2 separate regions of the Xenopus tropicalis genome follow, and region 1 is linked to region 2. The links are chromatin contacts, called in public Hi-C maps. All regions are on one chromosome and are shown on one strand. Each heading gives the region's core, a stretch centred on a gene start, on an enhancer-like site or on the middle of the called end of the contact. The rest is flanking DNA. Distances are from core to core; before and after follow the strand shown. Region 1 holds the start of insr (insulin receptor). Region 2 overlaps insr (insulin receptor).

Region 1 (4,514 bases), core at 765-3,264, 50 kb after region 2:
TCAAATATCAGTACACACATTGACATTTCCCTAGTAAGGTGCTCTTGTTTGCCTGGCTCCTTTGGAATTCTAACAACCCATGACACATAGAAAATTCCTATGAGGAAGGGTTAATCTGCAGGTACAAGGGACGTGTGCTACACCCTCCATTGCTTGGGAAGCATATGCCATGCAGCACACATCTCCACATCAATGACTACTTAACTACACGCCATGTGGATTGTCTGTGTGTCCGGATTATTAAGGGATGAGCAGGCAACACTAAACCCTTCCACGTTGTAAATTTCACTTCACGTATATTACAAACTTTGCAACTCTCATAAAAGAATGAATTCTTAGTATTTCAATTGAACGTCTCTGTTAATTAGATTATCTGCCGCCCAGTAAAGCCAAGTAGGCGGTGGCCCCAGTAGCAGGCCCCAACCCCACCCCCACCATGTTTACAATCTCAAATGAAACCAAGCGGAGGCCTAGCGCGCTGCATCAAGCCGGCCGCCTCCATTTTAGCTGCGCGCTTCCTCCCACAGGCACCAGTCAGAGCGGGACACTAAAGCCCGCGGTCTGGCAGTACCCACTAGGCCCGAAACGTCACATACTAGTGATAAAACCAAACACTGCAAGCAGCAGCATTAATATTTCTACGTAGAAATCCAACCTATCAGCTAAGCGTCACTGAACTACAACTACCACCCCGACTTTCACAAGTAGTGTTGTAGTCCGACAGTAGCTAGAAATAGTAGGTTGGAGGTTTCATTAAATAATAGGAAATAACTCTGTATCGCTGCTATTAAAGTACAAGCAGGGAACTCCATACTGCTCCCTTGTTGGTTGCGCACATGTAACAGTTATATACCAAATAACATACTCACTTTTCCCGTCGTTTTGGTCGCACAGAATGAGCATAAAAATGATGAATATTCCCGCAATGGACTTCCAGCCCACCTTGCTCTTGGGGTTATTATTGGGGTGCCCCTCACCCCACAATACACCCTGTCCCATGCCAATGTTTCAAGCTCAGCTCCCCACCTACAAGTTCTATTTCCCCAGCAAATATAGTGGGGAGCTTGTATTACCAAAACTGACAAGGACAAAGGGTATAAAAAAAAAATCCAAAATATTAGTCTAAGACAACAAAAATATTTCAAAGTAAGGTCCTATTTAATGATGTGATTGTGACAGCTCAGAGACTGAGGAAGCATGGTTTATAAAAGCAGCTTCAAGAGAGGAAAAAAAAATCATATATATATATATATATATATATAAATATAGATTTCCTCTCCAAATACAATGTTATTAGGTTTGGAATCACTCCAGATTTATTCTTTGGAAATCCTCTCTTGCCAACTGGGGATTCTGTTTATAAATTCTTCTACTGTTTTTTTTTTCCCAAGACACGAAGATTTTTTTAACACAGGAAAAATGTTGAAATCCTGTAAAAAATGTAAAAAAAAAATCCAGATTATGCCTGAAAAAAAACTTTCTCACAAGGAAATCGCCTTTTAAAAAAAAAAAAAAACAATCTTTTCCTGTATTCTTATAAACTGTGTTTCCAACCCAAAATTAGAAAAAGTAGGAGGAGGGGTGAGAAAAGAATATTTCCTTTAAGGATGATTAATTTGGGCTGTATCCGCAATAGAGACAATGCGAAGCTGTGCTGGCTGGGTCATGCATGTGTGGATCCTTCTATGGGGCCCAGTGTATGATCCTCAAAGACTTGATCGCTCCGTGTCTTCAGCCCTGAGACACTGCCACAAGAACCTCGTTATTCTGTGGGACCCTGATCTGGAATCCTGGCACCGCGTTCCGTCTTCCGTTTCCCCCACCGCTCGGGGAATAAATCAAGGGGAAAAAAGTGTGTAGAAAACGAGAGATTTGCGCAAAAAAATAACCATGTACATATATGTTACTAGTTCTTGCAAAGTCTCTCCCCCCCCCTTTCCCAACCAGTATCCAACCAGTAAACAAGAGCTGTTAGTCAGCTGGGAGAGAACTAGCCTGTGTAAAACCTGGCGCGGAACAACGCTCACAGACTGGATTCCGATCCCTCCTATTTCCACTCTATTTCTTCTCAAACGCTTCTGAAGCACAACCACTTCGCAAGGACTCAGTTGGGTAAATTGGCAGCAAAACAAGCCTGGGGCTTGTTAGTTTCTACTAAACTGTTGTTTTTTTGTTTTTTTTAAACAAATTGCTTATACTTTGCGAAAAGTGGATGAAGTCGAAGCTGTTTTTCAGGTTATTATTGTCATTTTATTCCATCTGTGGATGGAAGACAGAACCTGTAAATATGTATACTTATTCTATTCTACATAGACAAAATAGTTTAGAGCTGGTCTAGAGCCAAAAGCTTACACGTGATTTCATGTGTTCCATTCTTTTTACTGTATCAAAATATATTGTATTAGTGTGACAGTCACAGTGAGTCTGCGGAATAGCAAGTATGCTAAGGACAAAAGTCACCAGTGTCACCTCCATTTATTTTTAGTGCAAAAAACGTATATTGTGCAAGACAATCTATATTCACAACTTGTTCTTCTCAGAGCAGTCACAGGACATATGCCTCAGGCACTTTACCTTGTTATTAAAAGATATATATATATATATATATATATATATATATGTGTGTGTGTGTGTGTGTATATCTCTCTATCTCTCTCTGAAGGGAATCACCCTACACTTAAAAATTATAAATGACTGGGTGCGTAGATAATGAAAGTATTTATTAATCATTACTTCTTCACACACTCACATTCAAGACTTTACGATAGCTGCTCCCCTTGTCTAGATTTCTCTCCCACAGTCTGTCCGACTTTATCCCAATCTCTCTGCTTTCAAAAGAACTAAAAAAAAATATTTAGAGAATTTTACCCTTAATTAACTTAGCATAACTTCAATATGCTCCTACATGCAATACCCTATGCTACATCTCTCACCTTGCTTAGTTCTGATCTTGCCCATATTCAAACCTTGGGGCACATTCATCAAAGTAAGAGTTTCGAATCCCGAAATGGGAAAAATTCCGATTAGATACGATAATTTCTGATGATCGCAAATATCACGAAAATGCTTACGAAAAAATCAGAATAGTCACGATAATATCGTATTGGCGATCCGAAAGTCACAACATTTTTGTATTGAACGATACTACACGGGGGGAAAATCTTTCCGACTTTGATCCAAAGTAAAGTCACGATAACGAAGCTTGAATGAATCCGAAACTTTCGTACTCGGCGTGGTAATACAATTTTGTTGCGTAATTTTTGATGCACAGTACGAAAATGTTGCGCAAATTAGCAAAAAAATTGGCAAAAATATCCCAGGTATGAAAAACTCGGACTCGGACCGAATAAATCTGCCCCCTTGTATCTCAACCCCTTCTCTGTTTAGAATGTAAACTCTTTTTGGCTGGGCCCTCTTCACCTCTTGTATTGGTTAATAGTTGTTTTGTATGTAAACCTGTATGCCCATTTATTGTACAGCTCTGCAGAATATGTTGGTGCTTTATAAATACATTTTCATAATAATATTTATAAAAGTTAAAAAAAAGTATAGCACTCAACAGGGCTTGGTAAAATATAAAGAGCAATTTATTTAGTGTTAACCCAGTGTGTGCAGTCCCTTTATTTTAATATTTTGTCACTACAAGTATCACTGCAGGCTGAATTTATAATAATGTAATGAATCAAAGCAACATATTAACACACATCTCTAAGCACAATGAATTGTTTAATCCTGTTCCATTTTCCAGCTGTGTAATGATCATCTAACATAACTGGAAATAAAGCAAATAAAATAGGACAGTATGTCTGTGCCTGTAAAGAATGCAGTACAGTGTGTGCTATTTTCTGCCATGTAAGGTTGTAAGGGCTATTTTGCTTTTTGCTATTTCACATAAAAGGAACATTTTGGAGAGTTGAAGCGCTTTGGGGACTGCAACACCCAGCAGAGTCCCTCTACCAAGTCTGCGAAGAGAATTCTGGGAACTCCAGTTCTGCAACAATTGGAGTTGGCTATCCCTGCTGTATCACTTACTGCTACATCTTGCCCTGTTAATTTAAAATGCTCTTACTGACAATGTCAAAAGCCTGGCATGCTGACAATAAAAATCCTCATTTCTGTGTGTGTGTGTATTTGCAATATATATACATATATAATTTGCACTCCAACTATAACACCAACCTTATTTGTGATTACAAATAAAATTTAACACGCTCTTATAAGCCCCAGGTTGACAAAACTAGGACAGACACAGAATGAATACAGATATGTTTATAAATACATAATGTTCTGGTTATTTGCTCCCCATATGTGTTTCAGTTACAGTGTAACATCTAGGCCTTGAGTCAGTTTTACTTTACTTTGTAAGTCATATACAAACATGCTTTGTGCAGACAAAACAGAATACATATATAAATGCCCTTGTACCAGGTTTTATCCAAGTCTACAAAGTATTTCATATATAAGGATTATATAAATCTGTGTTTCTAAATTGTGTATAAATATACTTTCGTAAA
Region 2 (4,668 bases), core at 1,115-3,614:
TGCACTGATACACACACCCTGATACTGGTAATGCCGGCAGGCGGTACACTCAGTTGGATCATTAGGCTTTCTGCAGCTTCCAAGGCACTCTGAGTGGCAGCACTGTCCATCTGGCAAACAACCACTTCCCTTGCATTCTGAAGGGCACACTATGCACAGAACAGAGAAAGTTTGTAAGACAGTAAGTATATAGAACCAGTACATAGAATTTGTTATTTTATGATATTGTAATTTATTTTCTAGTTAGTGCCAGGCATTTCCTCTTCAAGAGAATGAAGTAGTTGCCACTTTTCAACACCCTGGAATGTGGCCTGAACAGGGACAGGGGTTTTATGTCCAGATATGACTTTAACTAAGAGATCTGCAACCTAGAAAAACACAGCTAAGGACAATTTACTTCTCAAAAGACAATTTCTTTAGGCTGACTTCATCTCACAACAAGGTGCTAATTGCACTAGTATTTGCATCCTTGGCAGAGTGAAGCTAAACTGTGCATTCTAGGAAGCTTGTCCATATCTGGACCAAAATGTGATCTTGTCTTTACATGTCACATTTTCCATTTGTAGTTTATTTATTACAGTTTGATATAGACAGACAGTTTGATAATGTAGTGCACCCTTATCTTATCTCTTTTTTTGTTAAGGTCAATTTTATTTATTGTTTTTAATACAAAAACAAAACACACAAAAACACTGATATAAGTATAGTTTCCAGGTCTATAAAATATACATCAGAGTCAATGAAAGAAGTATAGTTTGTGGTACAGAGAAAAATAGTATTGCATAGTATCCAACCATGGTGACCAGATACATTCAAATTTGTTCTGAGTACCCCTAACCTCTGAGGTAATTTTTATAAGTGGTATCGTCTTGCTGACTAGCTGTTGCCATGAGCGGACACTAGGTAAAGTAGTTCCCATCCAGTGCATCATAATATCTTTCTTAGCATAATATAGCAATGACCAGTATCTGTTGCGAGCATAATTGGTTGAAATGATATCATCTAAGATACCCAGAAGGCAAATTTTAGGTGACATTATGTGAGGGAACTCAAAATCATTTGCCATGATGTTGATAATATTTTGCTAGAAGTTGGCTTTATCTTATCACTTTACTTTGAGTGCAGTGGGATGACATCCCGGCACTTCTTTTTTACCCCCAGCATACTGGAGCTTTTGAGTGCGGCTGCTGAAGCCATCCATCTTGGTAGTTTCATCCCAGTATAAAGATTTTCCCCACCGGCCGCTGTATATATTTGTTCCCACTTTATATATGTTTTTGTGTGCAGAATTCATGACGGAGGTCAGTTGGCAAGAGTAGATCACAGGGTGACAAAGTCTGGGCACCCCTGACCTAACCCTACATTTTCTGCAGTTTTTCAATGGCTAACACGGGGTACAACACCTTACTACACAGAGATGTGAAAAAGAACTGGCCTACTACATTGAAAAGCAGGTAAAATACTGTACTTGTGCAAAGACTCAGCAACTTCCAGCCATCAAAGACACTATAGTACAATGGCACAAAGCCCAATAACAGCTGCATGCTCTCAAAGGATGCTAGAAGTTGTAGTTAAACAACATGCAGACTATTGGTCCACAGTATATTCTTTGCCAACCACTAGTGCGTCATTTTTATGCCAGTAGCCCCTACAGTAATAGTGAACAGTACTATGAGGTTAAAAAGTAATTTTTAAAAAAAACCATAATAATTAACTATCTGCTAGGGGGTCTAAAATTGTAAAATCATTCTGAAACTGGTGTGTCACATAAGGCGGCTTTGCCTTGCAAAACTCACTAAAGTAAACGTTAGCAACAGGTTTCCAGTGTATCACAGGTGACACTTAAATAGATACAGTGGTTATTTATAGGCAGGTAGAGATGCTGCAGACATATATATAGGTATCGCTATCTGCAGTTATTTGCAGGCACCTATATACACTTTGCTCCACAAAACACAGACTGATATATAAGAAGACGCTGTGATTACAGAACCACATAATTCTCTCTTCCAGTTCCAGGCATATTCCATTCCAGGACTCTGCTGTTGCCCAAGCGCCGCCCTCACCCTTAGCCAATCCCATGGCAGCTGGAAACAGACCAACCTGGGATCTGCCCGCCTCCCCCTCATCCAAGCTCTCCTCAGCTGCTCCCCCCAAACGCTGGATGTACTTTAACAGAAAAGAAACTACGCGATTAACCCTTTCAATGCCAGCAAAAGTAGAAAGAGTACAGGGAAGATACCAGTTCTCTGCAATGGATGTACAAAATTGCAAAGCAAAAGGAAAGATTATATGAAGCCAAGTGTGAGTCACACGCAGAGCTAAATAGGGCAATGGTAGTCATTACAGGAATGACAAGCTTACAGATCCAGCTGTTGTGAACTGCAGCTCCCAGTATCCACAGCCATCCTATAAATTAAAGCCACAGCAAGACTTGGATATGCAATAGCGTTGCTAAAACATTTAGACTGCAGGGTTTGGGCAACATGTTAAAGGTCCGGTATTCTTACAGAAGAAGTTATAATCACATAGGGCTATGAGAGGAGTTTCAGAGAGATTTAAAATAGAATTAACAGAAAGAGTTAGGGGAAGGTTCTATATGGACAGGTGATTTACAAGCAGGGAAGAATGAGCCACAGTCTAGTATGTAATGTATGGACAAGAAGAATCAGATAGAGAGAAAGAGAATAGAAAGAGGAAACAACAGAGTGTTATACAGACTGTTAGGCAGTTTATAAGATTTCCATAAAAAACTCAATGTATCACTTTCTGGCCCTGAGCACTTACATTTGGTCACATATTATAGCATTAAATGCTTTTAAATTAAATTCCACAGACAGGGAAGGATTAAACTTGCTACTGCTGCTACACACACATACACACACACACACACACACAGCAACAAATATCTTTACAAACTGATGTGTGGATCAGTGCATGGAGCTCATCTCTCATACATGGTGAGATGGACTGTCTTATCATAAGTGGATGTGCTGCAGTTCCGCCTGTCTTTTTTTTTAAGATAGAGGAACAATAATTAAATGTTTGGGAACTAAGTAAGCAGCAACCAGCAGCACCAGCTGCTGTGAGCCTGTAAACTACACCTCCCAGCATCCTCTTCATGTTATCATTTGAATGATGAGGCTGCCCTAGTTATAGATCTGATATAGATAGAACTGACTTAGAGTAGAACAAATTATTTGGCAATATCTATTCTTATGGTCAGACTCCCACATAAGTCTACTGTCCGACTTTCCCCCCCACATCCACATTAATTGGCCCCTACAAATCCCCCTATTCTAACCCCACCCTGAATCTGGAACTTTACATGATAATTAAAGAAAAACAAAATCTGCTGGAAATATATCTTTTTTTAAAATTACAAACTGCCCCATTTGGAGCTTTACTCCTAGGCCTGGGCCACTCTGACCTGTGTGGTAAATACATGTTTCCAACTAACTACAATTACCAGCATGCTCGCACAGCCACACAGTCATCTTATTTATAAGGAACACCTGGGAATCAGAGGCCAGAGACCCCCCCAATCTAGCTAGAGTGCTAGTGCCATGAAATCTGCCAAAACTTGTAGGTTGCATGCAATGAAAAACATTTTACGGTTATCCAGAGCTCACTGTACATTCAATAACTGAACATTTTTTCCACAGCTTAATGCAGTAATTTCTTCCAAAGAATACAAAAAATAAATAGTAAAACCCCCTTTTTTCCCAGTAACCCGATCCAGGGCCTCTAGACAGGCTGGTAATTCCAGCCATGCTGCATACCAAAGGCAGGAGCGTCTGAAACATCAAAATGGAGCCCTTATAGAAAACAGTCACACACAAAAACGGAGGTATTTAATAAAAATACAGACACACAATATTTTGATGCATTTATGAGAGAGGATAGACAACTAACATTCACAGGCAGCATCTGTTAATGCTTATAGTGCCTTCATAGAGCTCCGCGTGTACATTATTGCACATCTGATTTTTGACATTTTTTCACATATGCTCCACTTCCTGTTATGTGTCAGCTGGTACATAAAATACCCTTAAGGGCTCTTACACACTAGTGTCTTAAAAATCCATGTTGAGCTTGTCAAAACTCAAATACTGTGTTTGTATACATTTTTTTTTTTTTTTTTTTTTTTAACAGGTTTTTGTGAGGCCTAAAAACAATGCTGGATGCTGTTGGGTACAACCAGGCAGAATATAACAGTCAGCCAGGAAGCGGGTGGGTTTTTCATTTGTCAGCTCTAATTTCACATTGTAATAAATCTGCCCCTAAGAGTTATATATCACACAGCAACACATTTATATAGCAATATTGTTACAGATTTTTTAACGGGAAACTGAAGCTTTTTTTTTTTAGACTATTTTGCTTTTACTCCTACGGTAGGAAATGTTTAAATCTTTAATAAAACTATTAAGTACCTGCTTGATACTTGTTGCTTGTTTTACTCCACATTTTATGTTCGATAAAAAAGGGTTTCATTCTCCAGGAAATACTAAACCAGATTGTGGATACAAAATAAGAAATACTCCCCTCACATAAGTACATTTTTCCAATAACAGCACCAAGTGGATACTCAGAGGTTAAAGTAGATGCCGTTTCTTTCTTTTAATATATTTCACTCTATATTTTCACTCTTCAATATATACTTTCACA

What was found. A called contact is a pair of places that touch in the nucleus more often than the background predicts.
Region 1: a Hi-C map of liver shows a contact between it and region 2, with 2.3 times the contacts expected there. The contact joins the promoter of insr here to the enhancer-like site in region 2. A contact is called at or near these places in 2 of 5 Hi-C or Micro-C datasets (brain and liver).

The regions. Positions count from the first base shown.
Region 1 is chr1:111,842,528-111,847,041 of UCB_Xtro_10.0, forward strand. insr (insulin receptor) reads right to left here and starts at 2,015. Exons shown (of 21, transcript XM_002934379.5): 1 at 870-2,015. The coding sequence starts at 999.
Region 2 is chr1:111,792,132-111,796,799 of UCB_Xtro_10.0, forward strand. insr (insulin receptor) reads right to left here. Exons shown (of 21, transcript XM_002934379.5): 3 at 1-149. Among named protein-coding and RNA genes, the nearest start is that of insr, 50 kb to the right of the region's middle. Within about 2 kb of position 2,365, at least 6 of the 11 cell types and tissues checked have an H3K27ac peak or open chromatin away from gene starts, as enhancers often do. A contact at or near this core is called in liver, where this site is marked.